Regions from separate parts of the Mus musculus genome. Here region 1 is linked to region 2. A link is a contact called in public Hi-C data. All regions are on one chromosome and are shown on one strand. Each heading gives the region's core, a stretch centred on a gene start, on an enhancer-like site or on the middle of the called end of the contact. The rest is flanking DNA. Distances are from core to core; before and after follow the strand shown. Region 1 has its middle 68 kb from the start of Gm39833. Region 2 has its middle 20 kb from the start of Rbms1.

The links. A called contact is a pair of places that touch in the nucleus more often than the background predicts.
Region 1: a contact with region 2 is called in a Hi-C map of embryonic fibroblasts, with 2.0 times the contacts expected there. The contact joins two enhancer-like sites. A contact is called at or near these places in 1 of 15 datasets of contacts at CTCF or cohesin (the NIH/3T3 cell line), 7 of 484 Hi-C or Micro-C datasets (the G1E-ER4 cell line, the HL-1 cell line, the N1E-115 cell line and 3 more) and 1 of 115 datasets of contacts at active chromatin or transcription factors (bone marrow-derived macrophages).

What each region holds. Positions count from the first base shown.
Region 1 is chr2:61,056,560-61,062,384 of GRCm38.p6, forward strand. No RefSeq gene overlaps it. Among named protein-coding and RNA genes, the nearest start is that of Gm39833, 68 kb to the right of the region's middle. Within about 2 kb of position 2,467, at least 48 of the 459 cell types and tissues checked have an H3K27ac peak or open chromatin away from gene starts, as enhancers often do. A contact at or near this core is called in embryonic fibroblasts, where this site is marked.
Region 2 is chr2:60,898,383-60,903,882 of GRCm38.p6, forward strand. It overlaps a transcript of Rbms1 not described here. Among named protein-coding and RNA genes, the nearest start is that of Rbms1, 20 kb to the left of the region's middle. Within about 2 kb of position 3,214, at least 160 of the 459 cell types and tissues checked have an H3K27ac peak or open chromatin away from gene starts, as enhancers often do. A contact at or near this core is called in embryonic fibroblasts, where this site is marked.

The sequences.
Region 1 (5,825 bases), core at 1,217-3,716, 160 kb after region 2:
GTAGACTGTGTCTCCTTGATTGTTTTTTAACTTGCATATTTTTTCTTGCATATTTCTTACAAACTGGAAGCATTCCAAACCAAATGATGCTGAAGATTAAAGGCCTCCAATGCCCCACTATATTATAGGAGAAGAGGGAGAAATATGGAAAGGAGGGGGCTGGCACTAAGTAGAAATAATGGTTACCTTCTGATTCTTGGCAGTGGTCTGGAGGCCCAGGCCATGCCAAAGCTGTCATATTATTGGCCTGGCTTTGGGTCCTGGTCATATTGCATTGAAATAGGAACATCTCTCCATTCTCTTTGAAACTTTTGTTTCTAGATGAAACTTTCTTAGATCTGTTCCCACTGAGGTGGCATTTCAACTTGTTTTCTGTAGCTTATAGCTCTCCTATCTTCTGCTTTTCCTATTGTTCTCACTGACTTTTTCTGTATTGTAGCTTCTTACCTTCACCTTTTCTTTGCATCAACCGTTGTCTGCCTCACTAATCCCTCACCTGGAAGCTTTGTAATACTTTCTAATATCTCCACAATGCCTACTCAGTCTGGGCCATGCTCTTGTTTTTTATGTTAGTATGTGGGTATCCTCCCATGTTTCTTATCATTTCATTATAGATAGTCCAACCCACAGAACATGACTGCCATTCATAGGGAAGAGGCTCTAGTGAAAGTAGTTTGGGTCACAAGTACCAAAGTACAAAGTACAAAATGGTCTGAAGTACAAGCTAATGAATCAACATTTGTGAATGTTAATATTCAGGGGTGAGGGTGGGATGGGGGATCCGATGGGAGCTCACTTAAACAGCTAATGGAAGACCTTTAGGTACCAGTGCCACAGGGTTGAGGGCAGTGGGCACTTCTCTTGCCTGTTGTCTCTCTGAAGGGCCTCATTGTGCAGCCTGACACTCCTCTACCCTCGCATTACAGCAGGATGAAAGCCATTCTCAAGTCATCTCCACTTATTCATCCCCACCTCCAGATGACATCTTTCATATAAGATTGAAGCATCACTATCAGGGAAAGGTAAGGATTCACAGGGAGTACAGGAGTGGATATGAGGCCCAGTGGCTAGTCCAGTCAAATAAAGAGCAGAGCTGAAGATCTGCAGAAGAAAAAAGGGATCTCCTTCAAAAGGGATGCAGATCAAACTGGACAAAATTCCCTGGCTGCCATATCTTAGGGTAGCATAGTTGTCTTCAAGCAGAGCTTTCAGTGAGGGCTCCAAAGTCTCTCCCCACCATCCAGCTTCATCTAACTGACCTGACTAAGGGATTTATTTATTGTGACTATGTACTATGAAGGACCATTCAGCAAGATCACAGTGCTGCCCAAGGTATCCAGGGGCATCATGACCATGCAAACGCACAAATAAACATCAGTGGGAGTGATGCTTTTCTGCTTAGGTAAAGATAGTCTCATGCCCATAGACAGAAAACAGAATTAGAGCAAGAAAGAGGTTGAAGAGGACCACCCTGAGTCCCAAGTTGATACTTCAATATTAATGTGCAAAGCATTTTTCCTTAAGTTCACAGAGGCACTGGGAAATGTGCCACAACTGTAGACACTGAAGGAGCCCAACACGTTGACAGGGTATTTTTTACCCTGTGCAGTCATCTGCAAGAAGAGCCCATAAATACTTTATTTCAGTGGTGGGTTTTGCTGCAATTAGCCACTGGGAGTTTGGGGGTGATTTAAGACGGATAAGGATGAAGTATGGGGAGAATGAATTTATAAAACACTTTACTCATATGAATTTGTGGGAGAGTTCTGAGATTGTCTCATTGGACCACACCTCAAAAGCATCCATCTGGGTGCAATCACGATGAAATGTTGGCTGACTGTTTATACCCTAAGGGTGGGATGCTTCTTCTAAGAGCTTCTAAAAGCTTTTCAAGCAAGCTTGAAAACAATGGCATGTTTACAGTCAACCTGTTCCTTTTATTCTTTTGGCTGACAGTAATTCAGAGCTTCGCTTTACATTGTTTAGGGCTTTTTATGCAGCCGGTGAAATGCTTGGTCACATCATGAACTTACCAAAGAAACAATATATCTTCTTAAAAATTTTAGTAGCCCAAATCTGGGACCTAGAAAGAATGGGAGTCTATGATGAATGCACACCTAAATCTTTAACGTCAGGCCTGTGGGAGGAGGCAGGGTCAGAGGGGGAGGAATTCAAATACCAGCCTGGAGGGATCATTTTGATTCCATGCAAGAAGTTATTGTAATGAGGTCAGCACTGGTCCTTATGCTATTAGCCGACTAGTGAGGACACAGACAAGGCAGAGAAGAAATTAATTAGTATTATGGAGGCTTTACAATCTGAGGTATTCAGAAACTTACAAAAACTAGGTCTGTGTTCTTAAAAAAAAAAGATTCTAGAAGAGACCTTATTAAAGCACAGAAGGCACAGCTATTTAAGATGGTGACATACATAGAGGCAGGAATGTGCAGCGAGGAGCTGAAAGGCAGCCAGGCCCTGAAGGAATTTTAGTGGAATTTCTTCACTGAGAGGGGTGGTTAATAAATGGAGCGGATTTCTCAGGGCAGAAACTGGAGCAGCTATTACAAAGAGGATTTTTTTTCCTCTAGCCCCTTTCTTCACTAGAGAAGGGAGTGATAGGAAGTTGAGGAGGAAAATGTTAAAACAAAGGAAAAACAAGCTCAGCTGCTCTCCCGGCCCCCTCTGCGGCAAGCATGTCTCTTTCCAGACGTTTGGAACGGTGTCTCATTTAATAATCATAAACCGTCTTGTTGGCTTCCGTTGTTAGTTGGAGATTAATACTAGATATCATTAAGAACGTCATGTGATGTTTTACTTCTCCAAATATGAAATTCTACTTGTTTTATCTTGCTGCTGCCATTTTCACTGTTTCCCATTTCACAGATAGGGGAGGTTGGGAGGGTCTAGAAAATCCTCTCCTGCTAAGCCATTGTTTCCTTTTCTCACCTTTGATGTTGGGCTCTCCTTTACAGACACAAAGCCTCTGGGCCAGTTTTTGTTGTTTGAGACAAGGCTGGCCTTGGGATTGCTATATAGCCCAGCCTGGTCCTCCTGCCTTTCTATACCTCCACAGTGCCAGGATCAAAGACATGCACCATTACATTTGGCTTTTGAGTACAAACTTAATGTAACAAATGCCTGTCGACCCAGTCTTTCTGAGCTGCTTCCGTTTCTCTTGATCGGGTTGAGCATTATTAGAGCATGTGTACACATGGCTCTGTTCTAGTAAAACAATCAGTACAAAGGACTGAGGCTACCCATGTCTGTAATTTTATCAATATGCAGACACCTCTTTTCACTCCCTCACCAAAATGATTTTACTTTGGCAATAAGAAGGTACCATGTTGATTCACGGGGTGGAGACCGTTATCTATTCTTCCTGTCCCCAGGAATCATGTCCTTCTGACTGGATGAAAAATGAAAAGAGCATTTAGCCAAAACCTTGAGGTATCAGGACAGAAGGACACAAGTAGGTCAGCTATAGGCATTTCTTTTGAAAGACTGTGGTAGCAGGCAAGCAGAGTGACCCAGGCTAGCATTTCTAGATCCATTGGTCTCATGGTCATATGGGAAGATTGTAGAGATGTGGATTCCAGGGCTGAAACATACCCACAGGGTCTATGGATCATCAGCCACTTGGGGATTCTGAGACCTGTAGCCTTGGGATGAGCACTTTGAAGGGACAGACATGACAGGTGCTAAGAAGACAGTGCTATGGATTTTTATTTTTCTTTTCAGCCTAAACTTCTCAGGAAGGACAATGGCAAAGGCCCTGCTGGATCCTACTAAGCACCAGGGAAGTGGGACACTGAAGATTCTGTGTAGAAGTGAAGTGGCTGAGTGTAGTTCCCTGGTATTCTTGCCCAATATGTGTAAAACCTGAGTTTGACCATCAACACATACAATAACAGAACCAAAAACCAAAAAAGCTCCAACATTTCAGATTTTAGTTGTTGTTTTTGTTTGAAACAGGTCTCTTGTAGCCCTGTACTCTTTGTGTATCTGAAACTGGCCTTGAATTTCAGATCTTTCTGTTTCCATCTCCCATGTACTAAAATTACAACAATGTGTAATTTCACATTGGCATTATGTGGTTCTGGGAATTAGACACCAGGCTTTATGTGTAAACAATAAGGAAGTACCTACAGCTATGACACTGAAGAGTAAACCACAGAGAGATGCTATCAGAAGGAAGATTGGTTCCTGGGCAAGGGGGGCACATGGGAAAGAGGGATTTCTGAGAAAGAGTTCACAGTGTACTTACATAATATGAATGTGGTGCAGTCAAAACAAATTATCCCTTGAACCAATAGCAGAAAGTCAGTCCTGCTATGTAGAAAGCCAGCAATCTGCAGGCACCTAGTAAACAAGATATAGTAGTCAGACATACAGAAGAATATGGTGAAGACTTATATTCAAAATTTTGGTTTCTTTAAAAATACAGACATATTGTGAGAATATGTTTTCATTTTAATCCCAGGTGTGGGTTATGGGGCTGCTTCAGATTGTTCACAGCAGCTGACTAGGATTTGCCTCATGCTCTAGCAGTCATGTGATTTTGCCAGCTGCTGATTGTTTCTGTGAGTGTGTGGTGTTTGTAATGCTGGGGATTCTTCCAAGGTTATATAAATGCTAGGCCCCTGAGTGGTGGGGTGACTGTTCGGTGGGTTGTTGTTTGTTGGCTGTTGAATACTGTTGGTGGTGGTTTGTTAAGTAGTTGTGGACAAAGAAGGAAGAAGAAGAAGAAGAAGAAGAAGAAGAAGAAGAAGAAGAAGAAGAAGAAGAAGAAGAAGAAGAAGAAGAAGAAGAAGAAGAAGAAGAGGAGAGGAAAAGGAAGAGGAAGGAGAGGAAAAAGGAGAGGAAGAGGAGGAGGAGGAAGAGGAGAAGGAGGAAGAGGAGTTAAATATCCTTACAGTGAAGAACAAATTGCCCAAAGGAGCTCCATGTCCCTAATCAGCAGGAAGTAGTTTAATAAAAACTTAGCACCCTTTCCTACACCTGAGTTTTTTGGGGGGATTTCTTTCTCTCTCTGTCTACCTTCTATTCTTCTTTCTCTTCTACCTAGTGTTAGGGGTGTGAAAGGGTGGAAGAAGAGGGATGGAGAGGGGTAGAAGAACGAACCTACAAAGTAGCCCAACTCTAGCTACAAGGAGTATTCTAAAATCCAGAGGAGGGGCAGGGCAGGTACAGGACAGTCAGGAGGAGCACTGGATCAGGTTAGTCTACTTAGAAAAGATCGCTGGTCCCATGCCCTGTCCCCGGGACTCTTCCTAGTCTGCTGTAGCTCTGGCTACAGCCATTCCTGAGCAGAGGTGCCCTCCGCTATGTGTCTTGAACTCCCTGTCCTCTTCACCTCTGCTTGGGTGAACTCAGTCTGTGATACTAATCAAGCTCTTTCTAGCTTCCTGCAACATTGGAGCTTCCCCTTCCATGTTTCCATGGGGACTGTTAAATTTCAAGGGGCCCCACCATTCTCTTTGCTCTGTGCCTCCAGGCCAACTTCACAGACTTAGGAAAGAAGGTGGCTTAGGGCATCTGCAGTAGCACCATAGTGAGCTAAATGGGCCTTTGTGGATGGGTCTGGGAATCATCACTCTTTATAATGATAGTTTTCTGTGGGGAAATTCTTTGAGTTCCAAACACTCCATTGACTGGTGACCTTTTAGAATACAACTGTCCTATCTAGTCTCCCCAGTGGGGTGAGGTCATTAGCAGTTGTCAGAGTCAGGATGGAAGCAGCAGACCAAGGCCAGGGCAGGCTGGGGTCAGAAGCCAGGCACTAGGAAGCAGCTGTGAAAGAGCTGCAGGATGGGACAGGCAGTTAG
Region 2 (5,500 bases), core at 1,964-4,463:
CTCACTGTCACCATTGGATATCCACTGGGAGTCTCCCGGGCTCCAGTGGACAGTTCTAAACGCATAGGCACATAGGTGGCCCTGGTCAAACTCAGTGGTCCACGAGGCTCTTCCACCCACCCTCTGAAGGAATATTTTTGACAAAAGCTTTCTACTTCTCTTCCTGGATTGCCAAGAACCTCTCATGCAAATTGTAGTGATGCACACTTAAAATTTCACTCAACCTTTTCCTGATTTTAGATACACCCTCGATGCTGTGAAATATCCATTTTACTCATCTCCAAATGTTCTTGGGCCCATCCCTCTGTGAATTAAAATTCAAACCTTCAGCTCCCCCTTCACTGCCAAATATTGAGATATCACCTGAAATGAATTACAGGAAAAGTCTTCAGTTCCTTTTCAAATACATCTCTGTATTTTTCCATATCTTCTTGGCATTGCTCTCTGTGCCAGTCATTTCAGAATCCCCCTAGCTCTTTAGGAGATATACGAGCTTGGCTTGTATCCCTTGTCCTACCATCATCCAGACCCCTCCTCCTCAAGTGCTGTTTTGTCTGTTTGCTTTCATCTTATTTTCATTAATGATTTTTTTTTCCAGGATTGAAGAAATAGCTCAGGTGAGAAAGCACCTGCTTCACAAACATGAAGGCATCCTCAGACGCCATGTCAAAATGTCAGGCATGGTGACACATACTCATAACACCAGTGCTTGGGGGGAAGAGCCTGGAGGATCCCTGAGGCTTGCTGGCCAGCCCAGCCAACCTAACTGGGAGGTTCCAGGACAATAAGAAACCCTTTCACAAAGAAGGCTTCCTTAGAATGTCAACAAAATTGTCCTCTGACTGCCACAAGCATACGCACACACCCATATTCACATAAGCATTCACATATGCACAAATAAATTTATTAACATGTCTTCCTTTTAGGAAAGAAGATGCAGTGCTTTGTTTTTGTTTTTTTTTGTTTTTCTGGGATCTTTACTTGCTCAAGCTTTCTCTACCCTAAGAACAGGAATGGAGGCCTTCCTTGTTACTTAAGCTGTTTTTCTTTCCCAGCCAGACTTCCTGAATGACCACGCAGCAAGAGAAGCTTGTACACAGACAGCTCACACTCTGGTTACAGACCACTGTCCCACCCTCTCCCTAGCGCCTTCTTTCTGCCCATACAACATTACTGAGCTCTGTATCCATGTCATCCACCTGCTTCCTGGAATTCCAAGTTGTCATCTTTTGGTTGTCCTCTTTTGTCCCCTCTCGTCCCTATTCCATATTTTTAAAAGATATGATCTTGTCCACAGAAATCATAATGATCTCCACTGGTTCAAAGAAGTCTATCTATATGGTTCTAAGGTTAGCTTTTTGATTGGAAGCCAAATTCACTGGTCATGGTCAAACTCTCTTGAGTTTTTGTGTCTCCACATCATAATCTATCTATGTATCTGTGTATCTACCTATGTATCTATGGATCTATCTATCTACCATCCATCTAGCTAGCTAGCTCTATCTCTCTATCATCTATATATCATCTATCTATATCTCTCTCTATCATCTATCTATCTACCATCCATCTATCTCTATATATCATCTATCTATATATATGTATCCATTTCTATCACCTATCTGCCCATCTATTTGTCTACCTCTATCTAATCTATCATCTATTTAATCTATCATCTTATCTATCATCTATTATCCATCTAATCTACCACCTTATCTATCATCTACTACCTACTATCTATTATCTATCTTTCCATCTAATCTACTATCCTATCTATCTATCTCTCTATCATCTATCTATCTATCTATCTATCTATCTATCTATCTATCTATCTATCATCTCTCTATCTACCTCTATCATCTATCATCTGCCTCCCCTTGATATATCCACTTATATTTTATACTACTGTAACTCTGGAATCAGAAGTGATCTCTTACATTGATGTAAGAGGCGAAGGAAAAAAATTGTAATTTTATAATATTAAGAACAAAATTTTCCTCTACTCACATGGCACTCTTATTGCCCATTTTGTTTGGTTTTCACACAGGAAGCCTTCAGCCACAGCTCTGAGAAACACTGGTTCTCTAATGAGTGGAAATGCTCCTAAGTGCATTTGGGAATGCTTAGGGCTTCCAAAGTGCAGGGCAATGAAAGCGCCATTAATGGGCAACTGTTGGATCTCCATGAGCTAAGAGCCAAGTAACTGAATTTCAAACTGAATGTCAACACAACTTCTGGTTGAAAACTTTTAAGTAAAAAGAAAAAAAAAATCACACGCTTGGATGTAATTATATCACCTGTCTACTCACCCACAAGTGACTAGACATGCAGCAAAAACTAAAACTGATTTTGCGTAATGAATTTCAGAGCCGCTGTGCACATTTTAAAAAGTAAAAAGAATGCAAAGGAATGAATAATGAAGGACTCTTTCCTGGTGTTTATTTATTTATTTTTAACTTCCTGAGCAACTAAAAGGGCAAAGGTGGGCAGTAACCGGGAAAAAAGGGATTTTAAAGGCAAATATGAAGATGATGTTTGCAACTGGAAATATAGCTCAGTAGTGGAGCATTTGCCTTGTACGTGTAAGGACCTAAGTTCAATTCCCGGCAACGATAAATATACACAGGATGTTTACCTTAAAGTAATTTGAAATTTCTGTTTTCTTTAGAAATTATTAATCTCTTAGTAAAAGTACTCTTCAAATCGTATTAGAAACTTTAATTTTGCCTCTTGACTGGACTACAAATCGAGAAGATGACTGCTCTACTTGGCGTGTAAAGTTAAGATCATACATGCCTGGAGGTCCAGCTGCTTAACTGGGTCAGCGTGCAGTGGAAGGGCTTCAGAGCAGTACTATTTTGAATGGGAGAGCCTAGTATCTCAAGCCTGCAAGGCAATCACTTTCCCCAATAAGCCTTCGCCTCAGCTCCCATAGGGAATTCTCTTTCACCTAAAGGGATGAGTAGCTCTCTTAAAAAATTTCAAAACATCTATTTCCTGTCCCGTTGCTTTTGTTGTTGTTTTATACTTTATTAGCATTTTTTTTAAATAAAAGAGACTCTAAAAATATTTTTACATCCCTTAACTGGTTGTTCGTCAATTCATTCAACCAATGTCGGTGAGTGAGTATGGTCGAGGCACCGGACACCGAGCAGGAAGGAGGAGCCTTCTGCGGTCGGTCGAGGAGGCAGGAGTAAGCTGATGCTAGAAGAAGCAGTGACACATGGTGACTCACAGGATTTCAACATAGACTCCGGAAGAAAGACAAGCTGTGGATACCAGGAAGCAAGGGAGCCAGCCTCTGAAACTCACAAAGCCAAGAGCAGCTGGAAGATAGGAATGGTCGGCGCTCAAGGGGACATTTTAGAACTCTTGCCTTTAAAACTATGCCCGAACCAAAGGAGGTTACCCGGCTTGGCGGGTATCCACAGGCTCCGTGCTCACTGGTCAGTCCTGAGGTGCAGGGAGGCAGCATGCCTAAGCTCTGTTTCCTAACTCGGGGTGATCCCCTTATATGACGTCAGTACAGCCTCACCCCACTACTTAAGATAAACAGGAATGAGTCTCTCTCACAAAGTGGCCTGCTTAACAAATACTAACAGAGTTTTGGGAGGATCAGATTCTTGCAGATTAATTCATTTCAATGAATTAAATGTTGCAGTTCTGGGCTCAGGCTCAGGCTTCGTGTTCAACAGGCACACGGTCTACTAACGAGCACTTCTTCAGCCTTATAGCTCAGGACTTGCCAATCTCAAACCATTTTAAAAGGAGAGAACTGTAATCAGTCAGTCCTGCCTGCTTATCTGTTTTTTTTCCTTTCTAAACAGTTATTAGTAAAGACATTGTAGTCCTTTCCCCTACATCAGTGACATTAATTTTATTCCAATGAAAGATTGTAGAGATAGTAAAAAGCCTTCCATTTGTACTGTGAGCTGCTCCATATTCTTGAACAGGAATAACTAGAAAGAGCTCCCTCGACACACACACACATGTACAAACATATACAAATTAATTATCCTTCCTCAATTTTAAAACACACATTTAATGTTTACATAATACCAATACCTTTAAAACAGATTATAATTTCGTAGCTACAACTTAGTGTCAGTTGTGGCAAATTCTCACAGAGTATGAACCCCTGGCTCCTTTGATTGGAAGCCTACATGTTTTATGCCAAAGGACACATTTTTCTAGCTACTAGAAGCCAGCAGATCTGTGATGAGAGAGTTTTAAGAACTGTGTTCTATTTTGGGAATGGGCCCTTCCTGTCCAGCTCTTGTTGCCACCTCATTCTTGGTGACTTCAGTGACTTCTAAACCCACTTCAGGTCAGCAGCCTCTCTTTAATTAGCATCTCACTGCTGGAGGGAGGGCAGTTCCTCAGGAGGAAAAAAAAAAAAAGAAAAAGAAAAATTATAAACAAAGGTCTTCAAGGCCATTTACCAGTCCCGTCGAGGAATTAAAAAAAAAAAAAAAAAAAAAAAAAAAAAAAAAAAGTCTGGCTTCTTTGTCAGCAAAGTAAGGCCGGAAATAGTTTTGCTTCCTGCAAATGGAGAAGGCTGGAATGTATGTTTGTTAATTCTGGCTTAATGTGGTAAGACTTTATTCCAGACTGATAACCTCTAACTTAAAAGTGCACACTAGATGTTTAGACGACAAAAGTGATGTGCAGAGAAGCCAGGCATCTTGTTACATTTTTCTCACTGAGGACCTTAAAACACTAAGGCAGGGTACAAGTTACAGCACGGCAACATTCCCTTCTGAAACCAAAGAAGTACATTATGTAGCAAAACAGAAGTCAGCAATGCCTCCCCAACAGATCTTTGAAAAACCTATTTAAATATCTAAGATGACGGGGTGGTGTGGGCATAGAACCTGGGAGGCAGAGACAGGAGGCTCTCTTGAGTTCTAGGCTAGCCTGGTCTACATAGTGAGTTCCAGGACAGTCAGGGCTACACAGAGAAAACTTGTACTCATTCCGAAATAAAGGAACGAGTGGAAGACTAAAACTGAAAGGTAATAAAATTGCCTGAGAATGAAGAATAACAAAGTTTTTTTAAGTTTTAGGGAGCTTAGCCATAAACATGACATGTGTGTCTGTCTAATGATTATGCACACACATTGTGATAACTAGTCTTTATGAATACAATTCCAAAAGGGAATTGTTATCTTTAGAACGCAATCTAAAAATGATCAGAGAGGGGAAACCCTTCAAAATAAGATCGCCACATGCAAGAGTGAACACTGTTCTAGAACAGGAAATCATTTGGTTAGAAACACTGACCCTGCTTGACGGTTCCCATTGGGTGCTGTTTACAAGAAATCTCCCCAGCAGGGCACCTGCGTCCAGTTTCCCAATCCTGTGGTTTGCTTACGCTACAGGGCTGTGTTCCCGGCAAGTTCAAACCGTTAAGTTGAATTTCATTCTTGTCTGGGAGTAACTTTTACTCAATTGACTGCAGCTGTGTGCACAGAATACTGTTCCAAGAAACATGTCTATGAGA